Regions from separate parts of the Mus musculus genome. Here regions 1, 2, 4 and 5 are each linked to region 3. Evidence: chromatin contacts called from public Hi-C, Micro-C and promoter capture Hi-C data. All regions are on one chromosome and are shown on one strand. The core of a region is the stretch at or near the end of the contact, and the rest is flanking DNA. Distances in the headings are between cores, read along the strand shown. Region 1 holds the start of Tnfaip3 (tumor necrosis factor, alpha-induced protein 3). Region 2 has its middle 72 kb from the start of Perp. Region 3 holds the start of Olig3 (oligodendrocyte transcription factor 3). Region 4 holds the start of Slc35d3 (solute carrier family 35, member D3). Region 5 overlaps Gm33332 (a long non-coding RNA gene).

Region 1 (2,700 bases), core at 41-2,540, 340 kb before region 3:
CAGATACCTCGGGCAACTGTTGGGAAGTACCCCTCCAAAAAAAGCAAAGCAAAGCAAAACAAAACAAAACAAATCCATACAAAGAACTGCAAAAGATCCAAGTAGCATCTCAGACAATAAGAATGGAGACCGGATCAGTTGCTCAATAATCTGGGACATCAGAAGGCTAACTAACTGTGATCAGTTCTCCAAACGGTGCCCCCACTTGACCAGACTAGCTTTCCAAAGAAAGATCAGAGACCAGGAGAAAACAAAGCATGCTCCAAAAAGAGCTCTTAATACCTCAGCTTTCCTGAGAGGCCAGGTGGCAGGATGTGGGACAACGGACCCGGACTGACAACACACTATCTCAGTGTGGAGTCGGGGCTGCAGCAGGGAGTCTTACATGCCACCTAAAGTGGAGTCCCCAACAAGCAGGCCAGAGAATCATTTCTGCATGCATACTCTTCTTAAACTGTGGCAACTAGAGACCTAGTGGCAATCTCAAAGCACGCCCCTCCCCTCCACCTCCCGCCCCGCAACCCTCCTCCCACAGATCACTGAAAGGTTAGCTGACCGAAGTCTCCAAGTTGGATTTGGTGGCCTCTGAGAAACCCATCCCCTGTTGGGCCAGTTGTGCACAATATGGGAAAAAAGCCCAACGCGGTTCTGCAAGGTCTACGTGCCTATGAACACGCTGCACTTGATTTCCAAGTGGGGGGGGGGTGTCACCCACGACCACACGACCTAGGAACCCAAAAGGTGACTGACTATTCATCAGCCAGCTGCAGCTCCTGTCACCCTGCAGGATCGAAAAGGAATAGCTAGCTAACTAGTCGGCTGAAGAAACTTCGGGCTGTCAACCTAAACACCTGGCACCGGGACCTCAACTCCGGCCAACAATACCCCAACTCCAGGATCCCTGCAAAGCCAGCGCAAGGCAGCTCCACACTGAGCTGGCCGTGCACCCCGAATCTGGCTGGCAGTGCACCCCACTGACCGAGGACCCCCGCATTCTGCTAGCCGTGCACCCCGCAGCCGGAGCATCGCTCACCTCTTGGGGCCGCGCGGAGCCCTCGCAGAGCCCAAGTGGCCGGCCGGCCGTCACTGGCGCGCGCCGCAGCCCGGGATCGTGGTCCGGGTCGTGGTGGGGGTCGGGCCGAGGCGGAGCCCCATGGACACCCGATCGGGCTCGCTGGCTGAGGGGGTGTGCACGTCTTTCGGCGGCCTGGCTCACCGCTCCGCCTCCGGCTCCGAAGACTACAGACTGGGCAGTTCCCTTTTTTGCCTTTCAGTTGTATGCTTTGCCAACAGGGGGATTTCCGATGGAAATTCCAGTCACGTGACCCGCGTGGCGCGCCGCCGACCGGCAGAGGGCGCTCTAAGCCGTGCCCGCCCCGCCCGGAGAAACTCCTAGGTCCCGCCCCGGGGTGTCCCCGCGTGAGTCACCTGGGCATTTCGGAAGCTGCCTTCCACGTCACATCCATGTGGAAATCGCGGTGATGGGAACTGGAAATGCAATAGGTTCTTTTTTATAGCTTCTTTTCTGAAGAAAATCAGCTGTGAAAAGGAAGGGAAATTAGAGAGAAAACCCAAAAAACCACCCAGACACACAGGACCTCAGGCTTGAAGCTTGGCTTTGAAGTCTGGGCTGTGCACGTGATGAGCACTTCAGAAAGAGCCCTCCGCAGGGTCCCGAAGGGAATTGACAGAAAAAGCGGCAGGGTTCTCCAAGCCATGTGTCAGCTTCAGGTTGGATGCAGTGCAGAGTGAGATCAGACCCCATGGTCCTGCAGTTTTTGAGTTACGGGGGGTGGGGGGGGGCAAGGTCAATTTCAGAGAGAATTAGATTCGCCTCCCCCACCCCCACTCCTACACACCCTCCATTTCTCCTTTATTTCCCTGTTCCAAGGAGCGTTTTAAAGTTTAGAAATTTCTTCAAGTTTATTGCTGGCTTTCCCCGATCCTTCTACAGTTGTTTTCTTAAGTATTGTTTGGCTGGCCTGAGAATTAGTTCGCCCCATGAAGCCAATGGAGGATAGCCTTCCACAATGCCCTGATTGATCCCCGACTTGCCTTTCTTGAGAGGGGAGAAAGCTTCGCTTCACTTAGACAGGGGCTTGAGCTCTGCAGAAAGAAGCGAAAATGCTTTTACCTTTCTGGAGAAAGTGGAGTGTGTATGGGGGTGAGGTGGGGTGGGGTGGGGATACTCTCTGCAGAGCTACACACTAGAAACTGAGGTGGCTTCATTCACTGGCCAGGAAGGGCCACTCTGAGAAGGTGACATTGAAACTCTGTGACAAAGAAACCTCCAGGCAGTCTAGAGATAAGACCTCAAGGGTCAGCCACATTTGATACATCAAGGGGCTGAGCAGAGCTCTCTGGGTGGTTGTGCTGGGGCTAGGGTGCAGGGTGTGAGGCTCTTCCCGGAAAGGAGCCGGGATCTGTTTGAGGGACCACGGGAGGTCTGCGGAGTGACCTGATGTTATTTTAAATAGTGTTTAGTGTGATTAATTTACTCTGTGTGTGTGTGTGTGTGTGTGTGTGTGTGTGTGTGTGTGTGTGTGAGTGTGTATCTCTAGGGTCCCCTGGCAGGATTCCTAGAAAATAGCGCAAACCAGATAGAAATACTCAGTGCCACTGGGACTTCAAGTGTGTTTGCCAAGTTGCCAGACTGTATATTGCCCGTTTGAACTAGAGACATGTGCTTCTTTCCCCAGT
Region 2 (2,700 bases), core at 171-2,670, 440 kb before region 3:
TTCGGTCTTCATAGCTCACATTCACAGAGAACTATGTCACCATAGGAACCTCGGTCATCACAGCTCACACTTCACAGGGCCCTCTGCTGCCATAGTTCACTGCTCATAGGGACCTCAGTCACGATAGCTTACTGTTCACAAGGGCCTTGGTCACTATAGTTCACTGTCTGTGGGGACCTCAGTCATTGTAGTTCAGTGTTCATAGGGATTTCGGTCACCATAGCTCACTCTTCACAGGGCTTTTTGTTGAGATTCTCCTTTAGGCTACAACATCCTGTTCTTGGATGACCTAAAGCCACCGTCTTAGAGGATTTGCCATTCAGTTTTCAATCAAAGCAATTCTGTAAATTCACACTAAAAACGAAGCAAAGGAAGTAGAGGCTACACTTGAGTGAAAGCCCTGTCCATCTGATGCCATCTCCAGAGACAGCATCTCCTCTCCACTTCTCGCACTCCAGTCAGTCTCTAGCCCCTTGTTAGAACAACTGGATCTACTTTCTGGGGTGAGGCAGAGACAGACAGACAGGTAAATAAAAATGCAGAGACACACACAGTGTCTCTGGAGGGAGAGGATGAAAAAAAGGGAGAGGGAGAACCTGGTGTACGGTTGTACCAAATAAGAGGAAAAGGAAGACAGGATGGAGGAGGATTTAAAAAGGATTAAGAGACACAGTGGATTTGCTGATGGGTTGTGGAATGAAAAATGGTTTTCAAGGTCCTCTGAGTTGCTTTGGGGAGTAGTATCATTGTTCATAGTCTCTCTCCCTCCCTCTCTCCCTCCCTCCCTCCCTCCCTCCCTCCCTCCCTCCCTCCCTCCCTCCCTCTCCCTCCTTTCTCCCTCTCTGTCTTTCTCTCCCCCTCTTTGTCTCTGTCTCTATCTGTCTTTCTCTCTCTCTCTCTGTGGGAAAAGTTCCTTGCTATAGAAAAAATATGTATCTGTACCATTATATCAAGTATATTTTACTTTTACCTTTAAAATCTCTCTCTGAGGGTTAGGGGTATAGTATAGTGGTACAGTGTTCATCCAATCACCAGCATTGCCAACAGCCAGTTCCATGCCCCCTTTTGCTAGTCCAGTAAATTTAAAATTAATCAGGGCGAGCTGAAAGGGAGATTCAGGAATCCACAAATCCTATGGAAGAGTTTACAGGCTGTGAACTTACAACAAAGATTTGTTTTAGGCTCAGATTTTTCTGTATTCAATTTGGGAACAAACTATTCCATCTGCCTGAGAGAAATAAAAATCTTAAGGGGAAGGAGTAGCTTTGAACACTGGGACTTTAACCATGAAGAGAGACAATATCAATTATTGCTCGCCTATAGTCAAGCAGGACCCAGTTCACTGTCAGACACTTGAAACAGTCTGAACCCAGCTATTTGGTTGAGTATATAAATTGACCACCAGATGGCAGCATATGATTTTTAAAAGAAACACTACTCCCCTCCCCCCACCTTCCAGCCCCTGCACACCACCCCCACACCTCCAAAGTGTACACAGAGAGGTAGACATCACCCATAGTGAACATTTTTCTTCTTGTTCCTAAAATTGGAATGAAATGAGGAATAACACAGAGAAGTAAGAAACAGAAGGAAAGAAGTAAGCTGAAGGAAACGTGGGAGGGAGAAGATTTAAAAAGAAACTAAAAGAAAAAAGAAAAAAAAGAAGCATATCCAACTAGATGACAGTTCATCACAAACGACAACGGGCGGGCTGCTGATGTAGGAAAGTTCCGAGGGAGGAAACGGTGCTATAACCACAGGCATTCACAGCCTACATGTGTGAGTGAGTACAAGATAGACTCTTGACCTTCTTCTAAAAGCAGCTGTCTCCTTGGGAAACTACAAGAATGAGTTTACATTTTCAACATGTTTTCTTTTCTTTAAGGCTCGAGTTACCTGAATTCTCCATTTGTATTTGAAACTTATTTTAATCAGTGTTCTTCAAGGAGGTCATGCACACTGGATTCCATGGTTGGACATGCAAGTAAGGGAAGTGACTCAAGACAGCAGAAAGTATTCAGACACATACCAACAGGGATGCATCCATGTAATAAAGAGGAAAGACACACACCAACAGGGATGCATCCATGTAATAAAGAGGAAAGACACACACCAACAGGGATGCATCCATGTAATAAAGAGGAAAGACACACACCAACAGGGATGCATCCATGTAATAAAGAGGAAAGACACACACCAACAGGGATGTATCCATGTAATAAAGAGGAAAGACACATACCAACAGTGATGTATCCATGTAATAAAGAGGAAAGACACACACCAACAGGGATGCATCCATGTAATAAAGAGGAAAGACACACACCAACAGGGATGCATCCATGTAATAAAGAGGAAAGGAGAAGGAGCTTTGAGCCAAGAAGCTCATGACCTGAGAGGGATTCTCGGGATCTGTCTCTGACTCTCCACGGACCACAACCACTACCCAAGACCATTCTTCAACTTCTTCAACTACTCTCTCTTTCCTAACTAACTAGTATGTCTCGAGAGTGTAAGATGGGACAGATCTCACATAGTGGTGATAGGCTTGGGCATTGAGGCTTCTTTGAGTAGGGCTTTCTACCTCTACAGTAACGACATCTTGGATTGGATAATTCTTTGTGTACTCTTTCCATTATAGCATAGTTAGTAGCCTTCTGGCTGCCACTTGCTGGATGCCAATAATACACCCCTACCTAGTTT
Region 3 (2,700 bases), core at 19-2,518:
TCTCCAGGTCCTGTGCACACACATACACACACACATGCACACGCACACACACCACACACTTGATTTTACCCTGAACTCCCGCTCTGCTCAGCTGCCGCTCCAGGTGGTCTGGTGCTAAACTCTGGATGCTCTCAGCTTTCACCCTGAGGCCAAAGACTGCCTTCATCCCATCCCAACACACAGTGGAACTTGAGGCGAAGAAGGCAGTTAGCTACCCCATTTGGGAAGCTGGAACCCCAAAGATCTGTACCGAGCTCTTGAGATTCGTTTCAATCCCTAACTCTCCCATTTTTCTTCACCCTTTTCTCTCCCCAAATTTTCTTCCTAAATTGATTTTCATATAACATTGGGGGTTTTGTCTCTCCTCCCTCAGTTCTATAGCTAAGAAGTTAAAGAAATGTACAAAACCAAAATTATTTCAATTCGCTATTTTTAACGCAAAAGAAGACTTCTCCACAGTAGCATCAAAGGCAAAAACGCATTGCCAAATGGGCACATGTTTTTTTTTTTTTTTTAATTTACCGGAAAGGGCAAATAAACAAAATTAACTGAATTTAGAGAAAATGTACCAGTGAATAACAACTTCAGTCAGCAAAGTCTCCAAGTCTCCCTGGTTGAACCTGCCCCGTTTTGGCTCCGGTATCCGGCTTTCTATTGAGACCTTGTTTTGCCCACATTTCTGTAAACTAGATAGAGAACAACCCATATCTTCTAAGTCCAAAGTAACGTCGTAGGCTGATCTTCCAGGCAACTTCTGTTCCTTCCCTTCATTTTAAGTGTAAGATTTGGTTAAAAGAAATAGAATGAGGGGAGTGGCACAGAAGAAAGTTTTTAAAGAACAAAACAACAACAAAAACAAGAAGTCCAGTGCATCCGCGGTGAGTGTGTCAATCAAAGGGTTTTGTGCCTGGGGGCTCCTTGTGGTTCCAAGCAGAGGTGTCCCAGGGCGGCCCCACAATGAATATGAATAGGAATCCTTGCTAACTGGGACAGCAAAGCGCACCGCCCTGAATGATGATGGCACGTCATCTTAACCAGCCCAGGATAGATAGGAGGGCTCCTTTTGTCTCTTTTCTCCACTGCAGCGCTATAAAAGCCCCTCTTTTACTGCAAGAGGTTAGTTCAGGCACACACCAATGTGCAGTGCAGGAAACAGCTAAACCAGAGATAGCGAAGCAAGCCAGGAGAGAGAGAGAGGCGGGGCAAGGCAGGGCCTTGACTTTTCTTCTCTGGTTTTACAACTGGGGAAGTGGGTTCCTGGACCTTGCTTTTTTTTTTTTTTTTTTTTTAATTCAAGATTCTCTTTAATTTCCTGCCTAAAGGCTCCTCAACCATAAGGCCGCATCTCTTGTAATAAAATGAATTCTGATTCGAGCTCTGTCTCCAGCAGAGCGTCATCTCCGGACATGGATGAGATGTACCTAAGAGACCACCACCACCGCCACCACCACCACCATCAGGAGAGTCGTCTGAACTCGGTCTCCTCCACACAGGGCGATATGGTCCAGAAGATGCCAGGGGAAAGCCTCTCGAGGGCAGGCGCCAAGGCTGCAGGAGAAAGCAGCAAGTACAAAATCAAGAAGCAGCTGTCGGAGCAGGATCTTCAGCAGTTGCGGCTGAAGATCAACGGACGCGAACGCAAGAGGATGCACGACCTGAACCTCGCCATGGATGGTCTGCGCGAGGTCATGCCCTACGCTCACGGGCCCTCGGTGCGCAAGCTCTCCAAGATCGCCACTCTGCTTCTGGCCAGAAACTACATCCTCATGCTCACCAGCTCCCTGGAGGAGATGAAGAGGTTGGTTGGAGAGATCTACGGGGGACACCACTCGGCCTTCCACTGTGGGACTGTGGGGCATTCGGCCGGCCACCCGGCACACGCAGCCAACGCTGTGCACCCGGTGCACCCTATCCTGGGCGGCGCGCTCTCCTCTGGCAATGCCTCGTCCCCTCTGTCCGCGACCTCCCTGCCGACCATTGGCACCATCCGTCCTCCCCACTCACTGCTCAAGGCGCCCTCCACGCCGCCCGCGCTACAATTGGGCAGCGGCTTCCAGCACTGGGCGGGGCTGCCCTGTCCCTGCACCATCTGCCAGATGCCACCACCGCCGCACCTGTCCGCTCTCTCCACCGCCAACATGGCCCGGCTTTCGGCTGAATCCAAGGACTTGCTCAAGTGAGCCACGGGCTGGCCCGGCCGGGAGGAGGAAGGGAGAGCTGAGGCAGGGGTCGCAGTGCCGGGCCAGGAGGGAAAGGGAGACTGCTCGGCCTGCGGGAGGGTGGGCGCGCGGCCCCAGGCCTCGCCAGCGCCCTACAGATCCAGATTCCAGTTGACCCACCCCAGCGGGGCGTGCCAAAACCAAACTGGAATACCTAGGTGTTAGCGAAGGGGACTGGAACCCGAAGTCCTGTTTTGCATGCATGCTTCTTTCCCTCATGCCACGCCAGTATTTCTCACTGTGGTATGCTCTTGTCAAAACTGCATTTGTTGTTTAACGATGGGATCAGTGGAGTTTAAAACTTGCAAAGGAACTTTGGAGTTGGCTCTTTCTGGCTGTGTTCTTATCTTGGAGGAAAGATGGCTATCCCTTTTGTGCAAAGCAAATGTAAATATTTCATCGAGCTAGATACACTTATGATTGTCTCTGCCCTTATAGATTTTTCAGAGACAATGGAGAGAGAGAGAGAGAGAGAGAGAGA
Region 4 (2,700 bases), core at 48-2,547, 490 kb after region 3:
CCCAGGTTGCTCAGGCTTCACTCCCGTCTCTCCAGCTCCCCAACCCCGCGTGATCCGAGGAAGTTCCCGGCCCCCTTCCTTCCGGCTCAGTGCAGGGCTGGACTCCAGTTCTCTGCGCTGGCGACTCTCCATCCCTCCTGAGGAAGGGGCTGAACAAGAAAGACCCGGGTGGGGGAGGAAAGGGGTGGGGGTGGGGTGGCGGAAGCCTGGACACCTGGGGGGCAGGGCTGATGGAGGAGGCTTGAAGGCTGAGAGAGGCTGCGCTGGGTCTCAGAAGAAAAGTCCCTTTTGTGATCCCAAGGACCACTCAAAGCTCCCTGCCTCAGTATCCCCATCTGGCAGTGAGGGCGTTGCACCGAGTGGTCCCAGCGGTCTCTACCGGGTGGGTTGGGTGGACCAGGGTTGACGCGGGTCCCGCTCACCTGCCAGGGCGGCGCCGCAGGTGGTGATGAGCACGGCCGCTAGCACTCCGGGCGAGGGCGCGCCGTTCTTGAGCACCAGCACACCGATGAGCATGGTGACTAGGGGCAGGCAGCGCTTGAAGACTACGTACATGGGCAGGCTGAGGCCGCGCAGCGACCAGAGAGTGAGACTGGACTGCAGCGTGGAGAGCACGGCAACCCCAGCGAAGGAGCGAGCTAGGCTCAGGCCGAAGGGGGGCACGGCAATGAGCCCCAGGCGCCGCAGCAGCTCCAGGCTCAGCGCGGCGGTGGAGCTGGTCAGGCACTGCACCAGGGTCAGGAAGGAGAACTGGTAGCGGCTGATGAGGAACTTGAGCAGGATGTTGAGGGAGCCAGAAAAGACCCCGTGCGCGATCGCCACCGAGATGCCCAGCACGCGGCCCCGGCACAGCTGCCGCATCGCGCCGGCCCCGCCGTACCCCGCCGTGGCGGAGCTCGAGACTCGCAGGAGGTCGGCGGGGAGGCGCAGAGCGAGGGCAGCGGGGGCGCGGGCCGGGCGGCGGGACGAAGCGAAGGGCAGGGAGTGCGGGCTGGGCTGCGGAGGGCAGCTCCAGCCGGGCGTCCTCCCGGCTCAGCAGCTCCGCGTGCGACTGCCCCGCAGATGCCGGGAGGCGGGGGCGGGGGACTCCGAAAAGTGGCAGGGGTGGGGGACGGGTGTGAGAGGAGTGGCGGGAATCCTAGAGACCGCGACTTGGAAGTAGGTGAGGATCCCTGATGAGCTGTGTCCCGTGTGGTTCCTGGGTCAGAAGGATGCTCTGCGGAGTGCGGACTGGACCTGCTGAGGCGGCTGCCGCGGGGCGGGTGGAGCCTGCTTCCCTGGGGCATCCAGCGCCCACCGGGGTCGGCTCTCCGGGCGCGGCACCTCCTCCCTTCCCACAGTGGCAGAGCAGCGGGGTGCGTGCTGGGGGATCCCCTGCACAGCTAAAGACGGTATTAGAAACAACGCTCCAGCACTGAGCACCGTTCATTGGTCGCAACAAGTGACGGCGCCCCCAGCCCGGTGGCCCGCGAGTTGCAGCGGATTTTCCACCCACGGTCTCTCTCAGCGCTGCACGGGAAATGAGACACGTCGGTGCTGGAGGGCGGCGGGCCCCCTGACATTAGATCCCAGGGCCTTAAAAGAACCAGCTGCTGGGGAGTGCTTTGGAGCCCCGAAGTTGGCCTTTTCTGGTGCCAGGCTGTGAGCTTGGGTTCTGCGCCCCTCCCAGAAAAGGTCCTGAGATCCTGCGTGGCGCTGCAGGAGCTTTCCTTATGGAGAATGGCGTCTGGGCATCGGGTCGTGGGAATGGAGGGACACACTTAATTTAGGCAAAGATATAAAATAGGCAAAAGCAGACACTAACCGAGGGCAAGCTGATAGTACTAGCAGTGAAGGAGCGTGAGGGGAAGGAGCCCAGAGGCCAGGTAGAGATAGATGGACTGCTGAAATGACGAAAGGGAGAAAGCAGAGGGTGTGTGACGCAAGGATGAACCATAGACACTCCACCCTGTCCAGGTGTTCCGGAGAACGGTTTTTGAATTCCAGGGAACCGGCTTCAGATAGTAGGATTGTGTGGGTACCACTTTCCCTCGCCAGAGAGCACTCCTCTGCCCCATTGTGAAAAGTGCGCATGTGTTCCTCCCTACTTTACCTTTTGTGACTACCCCCACCCCCACTCGCTCCAGGTCCTTCCACCCCCACCCCAGTGAGGCTTTGATCTGAATTCACTTGCAGGCAAGTTACGTTCTGACCCTCAGAAAACTCAGCAGCGCAGAGCCACTAGCTTGGCTTCTGTAATTGCCAGCTACAGTCGTTTTTTTTTTTTTTTTTTTTTTTTTCCCATGCTATTTAAAATTTATAGTGATGTCCAAGCTTCCGCTGAGAAGCTAAGGATTTGAGGTCTCTGGTCTCTGTGTCACGTCCCTTTCAGTCACTGGGGTCTCATCTCTTAACGACTGGAATTTCAAACCTTTAAACACCACATCTCCTTGCCTGGGCACATGGGTACATTTCCTCGAAATCTTTTATCTTTATGGTTTTCCACTTCTATGATGCACCCAACCGTGGGGTACAGATGTAGAAACGGATTATAAGCTCAGCAGGAGGAAGAAATTGGAACAGGAATTAGAACCAGGTTCACTGCAGTTTCTCATGTGGGCCAGCTTTTGTATTGTGGGTGCTCTCGTGAGAAAGCACACCATCTCAGCCATAGGCAGGCTTAGGCTAGCGCCCAGCACAGCCACCTGCTGTGTCCCTGAC
Region 5 (2,700 bases), core at 38-2,537, 340 kb after region 3:
GGTGGGGTGAGGGATGGGGGCATCCACATGGAGACAGGGGGTGGGGAGCAAGTATGAGATGTGGAGCAGTTGGAGGATGGGGGGAGGAATAAAATATGGAGTGTAAAAAAATAAATTAATTAATAAAAAAGAAAAATCAACATGCAAATCAAAAAAATAAATAAAATTTTTAAAAAAACGATTCTTGCTAGCAAATGTTATTGGCAGAAACCTACCATTGACATACAAATAGATAAGATTTTCGTTTACAGTTTTTTGAAAAGTTATTGTTAAACCAGAAAGTGTGTATTGGTTAGAAATACCACTTGAATCATAGAGTAAAGTAATTCACAGTGTGGATCAGCACCACTAGAAAAACATTTCTTTTTAATCCAGTTTTTATTTCACTCCAAAGTGCATATTCACTCTATTACTTCTGGGAGTATTTGTTTAAAAGGAAATCTTTTTTAAAAGAAATATTTATTTTAGATAAATAGAACATCTAATATAACATAATACTAACAGAAACATTTATTTTAGAAATAAAAAGATGGGGCAAAGAGATAAATTAAGGATTTCAACACACTTCAGAAGAGATCCAGAAAAAAAGGACAGTACTTGGGAAGGGAGCAAGCATACTTCAGACTGCATGTCCTTGTTTCCCACAGCCAGTTGACTGCTTCTGGGTGTGTCCTCAAGGCTCTGCCTTTGCCTGGAAGAAACTGCCCCTAAGCTGTGGTCTCACTGACTGAGGAATGCCAGGTCACTCCTCTTCGTAGCCTCTGGCATCAACTGGGGCAACTCAGGCAGGACCAACTGGAGGTGCCCCACCCCCAGATCCTCAGCACCTGAGTGGGATTGGCCCCACCTTCTGCATCAAGTCAGCATGCAGCCTCTGACACAGTTACTCCCTCATCCCTGCCGGTATTGACCCTCAGAGCATTTACCAGTTAATTAAACCACTGCCCAGAAGTCTCCATTTCAGAATTGTTTCCGGGGACCCAACCAAAGACACTTGGCTTCAAAAATGATCCTAACAGTTACTTAGCGGTATTTTATAGATAGATTATTTGCTGGCCAATTGGCAATGAAGACCCCCTCAAAGAAGTGTGAGAACTGATAGCAGTATGCTATAGGGGTCAAGTGGCAAACTCCCCTAGCCATGGGATTGCTACAGAAAGGAATGTGCTGTTGGGGGCATCTGAGAAGTGTCACGGGCATGAGTGTCATAAGGACTGTAGAATGGGGGTTGGGGCGCAGCTGACTAATGCACAGCTCCGGCTTCACCGTAGAAGTCACCAGAGTTCAAACTGACACTTGAGTGTGCATGTGGCAGAGAGGAAGTGAGAGCCGTTACAAAAGAGCAAAACAGTCAGAGGAAGCTTCGCTTACCGAAGTCCCGATGCAGAAACTGCCGGGCAGTTAGAGGAAGTTCGAACTGGCAGTAAATCTAAGAGTAGAAAAAGGTGTTGCTTCATAGAGACGTAGAAGCGGCCATCGTCCAAGTCACCACTGCGATGGGGTTGGGGGCGTTATATCTTAAGCACAAGGACAAACTCTGAAAGACACTCCAGGGTGAGAGTTAACTTTAAAACAAAACTCTTTGGCTGTTCACGAACAGCCTTCACACAGCTTCCCCGAGGCTGCCACAGGACTTATTTCAAAGGCACAAAGACCTCATGAAGCTGCCTCTGGACACAGAGTAGCTGAGTAAGTCAAGCTACTCCACATGGGAAAGTCAAGTCCATCTCCACACACTGACGATATCTACAAAGCAATCGGTGCCCTCTACCTTAAGATCTCAACACGGAAATACTTCAATTCTTCAGTAACGGGTACTGCATGGACTGTGTCCCTGCTCAACCTACCAGTGTATGGAACTCAGAAAACAGCATCCGATAAACGAATGTTGTCATGTTGAATAACAGAGTAAATACCCTCTCCAGAGGAGATGCCCCACGGGGACTGTAGCAAATTGCTCCAGACTTGTTAAAACCTTGATTAAATGATAAGTAGGTACATTGGCTCAAAGATGATGGGGTAAGTAATAGATAGAGGTCAAAGCAGCTTGTGTCACCATGGTAGGTAGGAAGGGGGAACTCTCAGACCGTGCACATAGGTGGAAACCCTCAAGGAACTGGTGCTAGGGTCTCTTCTGGTTCAAGTGGTAACCTCTGCTGTTAAAAAGTTCTTCCCAAGAAAAAAAGCTGGCCCAATTTCACACTGGTCACTGAGCCCCATTTTTGCACTTCCTGTTCTGTTTTCCGATGAAGGGATTCCGGTGTTCTGTTTACATGCAAGCCATGTCGGATGTGAACCTAACGTGAGTAGCAGTCCTTGATTCTAGCTGTGACCCTGTAAGTGAGCCTGCCGCCTCTTGACTGACAGATCCTAGAGCTCTGTCCGAGCACCACCTAAGTGCCTAGATGGGAAAGGCCCACTCGAGCCCACTCATCTCTTCTCTGTCTACGCTGCTGAGAATCAAAAATCAATTTCACTTTGGAACTGCAGACGATCCCATGTTGAGGGGGTCCTGCACAGGTGAACCTCTGCCCTCTGGCGTGTTTCTTATGAGAACATTGCAGAAGCCTGGAAGGACAGCCAGACTTGGGAGTATGAGCAGAGAGTGACATCCAGTGGCCGATGGGTCACATTTCTGCTGTGCTAGGCACTCCATTTCTGAGAATGTTGGAGCTGATGCTTAGCCCCAGAAGCTGATGC

Evidence for each region. Promoter capture Hi-C pulls out the DNA fragments that hold promoters and counts their contacts. Hi-C and Micro-C count contacts between places; a contact is called where the count stands out from the background.
Region 1: a Micro-C map of embryonic stem cells shows a contact between it and region 3, with 2.0 times the contacts expected there. The contact joins the promoter of Tnfaip3 here to the promoter of Olig3 in region 3. A contact is called at or near these places in 3 of 39 promoter capture datasets (embryonic stem cells, hippocampal neurons and stem cell-derived epiblast-like cells), 5 of 484 Hi-C or Micro-C datasets (the HPC-7 cell line, double positive thymocytes, embryonic stem cells and 1 more), 1 of 115 datasets of contacts at active chromatin or transcription factors (embryonic stem cells) and 1 of 9 other capture datasets (adipose tissue).
Region 2: a contact with region 3 is called in a Hi-C map of CD8 T cells, with 2.2 times the contacts expected there. The contact joins the enhancer-like site here to the promoter of Olig3 in region 3. A contact is called at or near these places in 8 of 39 promoter capture datasets (the 3T3-L1 cell line, the C10 cell line, the HPC-7 cell line and 4 more), 7 of 484 Hi-C or Micro-C datasets (B cells, CD8 T cells, Th2 cells and 3 more), 2 of 115 datasets of contacts at active chromatin or transcription factors (embryonic stem cells and stem cell-derived neural progenitor cells) and 3 of 9 other capture datasets (adipose tissue, embryonic stem cells and macrophages).
Region 4: a promoter capture Hi-C map of embryonic stem cells shows a contact between it and region 3. The contact joins the promoter of Slc35d3 here to the promoter of Olig3 in region 3. A contact is called at or near these places in 10 of 39 promoter capture datasets (the 3T3-L1 cell line, cranial neural crest, embryonic stem cells and 5 more), 13 of 484 Hi-C or Micro-C datasets (differentiating embryonic stem cells and embryonic stem cells), 5 of 115 datasets of contacts at active chromatin or transcription factors (embryonic midbrain and embryonic stem cells) and 2 of 9 other capture datasets (adipose tissue and embryonic stem cells).
Region 5: a Hi-C map of hematopoietic stem and progenitor cells shows a contact between it and region 3, with 2.0 times the contacts expected there. The contact joins the enhancer-like site here to the promoter of Olig3 in region 3. A contact is called at or near these places in 11 of 39 promoter capture datasets (the 3T3-L1 cell line, 3T3-L1-derived adipocytes, the C10 cell line and 6 more), 2 of 15 datasets of contacts at CTCF or cohesin (CD8 T cells and large pre-B cells), 11 of 484 Hi-C or Micro-C datasets (B cells, the HPC-7 cell line, Th1 cells and 5 more), 3 of 115 datasets of contacts at active chromatin or transcription factors (double positive thymocytes, large pre-B cells and memory CD8 T cells) and 2 of 9 other capture datasets (adipose tissue and liver).

Annotation. Positions count from the first base shown.
Region 1 is chr10:19,014,120-19,016,819 of GRCm38.p6, forward strand. Tnfaip3 (tumor necrosis factor, alpha-induced protein 3) reads right to left here and starts at 1,291. Exons shown (of 9, transcript NM_009397.3): 1 at 1,034-1,291.
Region 2 is chr10:18,915,796-18,918,495 of GRCm38.p6, forward strand. No RefSeq gene overlaps it. Among named protein-coding and RNA genes, the nearest start is that of Perp, 72 kb to the left of the region's middle. Within about 2 kb of position 1,421, at least 53 of the 459 cell types and tissues checked have an H3K27ac peak or open chromatin away from gene starts, as enhancers often do. A contact at or near this core is called in CD8 T cells, the HPC-7 cell line, Th2 cells and 2 more, where this site is marked.
Region 3 is chr10:19,355,271-19,357,970 of GRCm38.p6, forward strand. It overlaps Olig3 (oligodendrocyte transcription factor 3), which reads left to right and starts at 1,269. Exons shown (of 1, transcript NM_053008.3): 1 at 1,269-2,700. The coding sequence starts at 1,359. The coding sequence ends at 2,180.
Region 4 is chr10:19,850,162-19,852,861 of GRCm38.p6, forward strand. It overlaps Slc35d3 (solute carrier family 35, member D3), which reads right to left and starts at 1,298. Exons shown (of 2, transcript NM_029529.3): 1 at 423-1,298. The coding sequence starts at 861.
Region 5 is chr10:19,690,679-19,693,378 of GRCm38.p6, forward strand. The region is part of intron 1 of Gm33332 (a long non-coding RNA gene); the gene reads right to left. Among named protein-coding and RNA genes, the nearest start is that of Il20ra, 21 kb to the right of the region's middle. Within about 2 kb of position 1,288, at least 128 of the 459 cell types and tissues checked have an H3K27ac peak or open chromatin away from gene starts, as enhancers often do. A contact at or near this core is called in B cells, CD8 T cells, the HPC-7 cell line and 7 more, where this site is marked.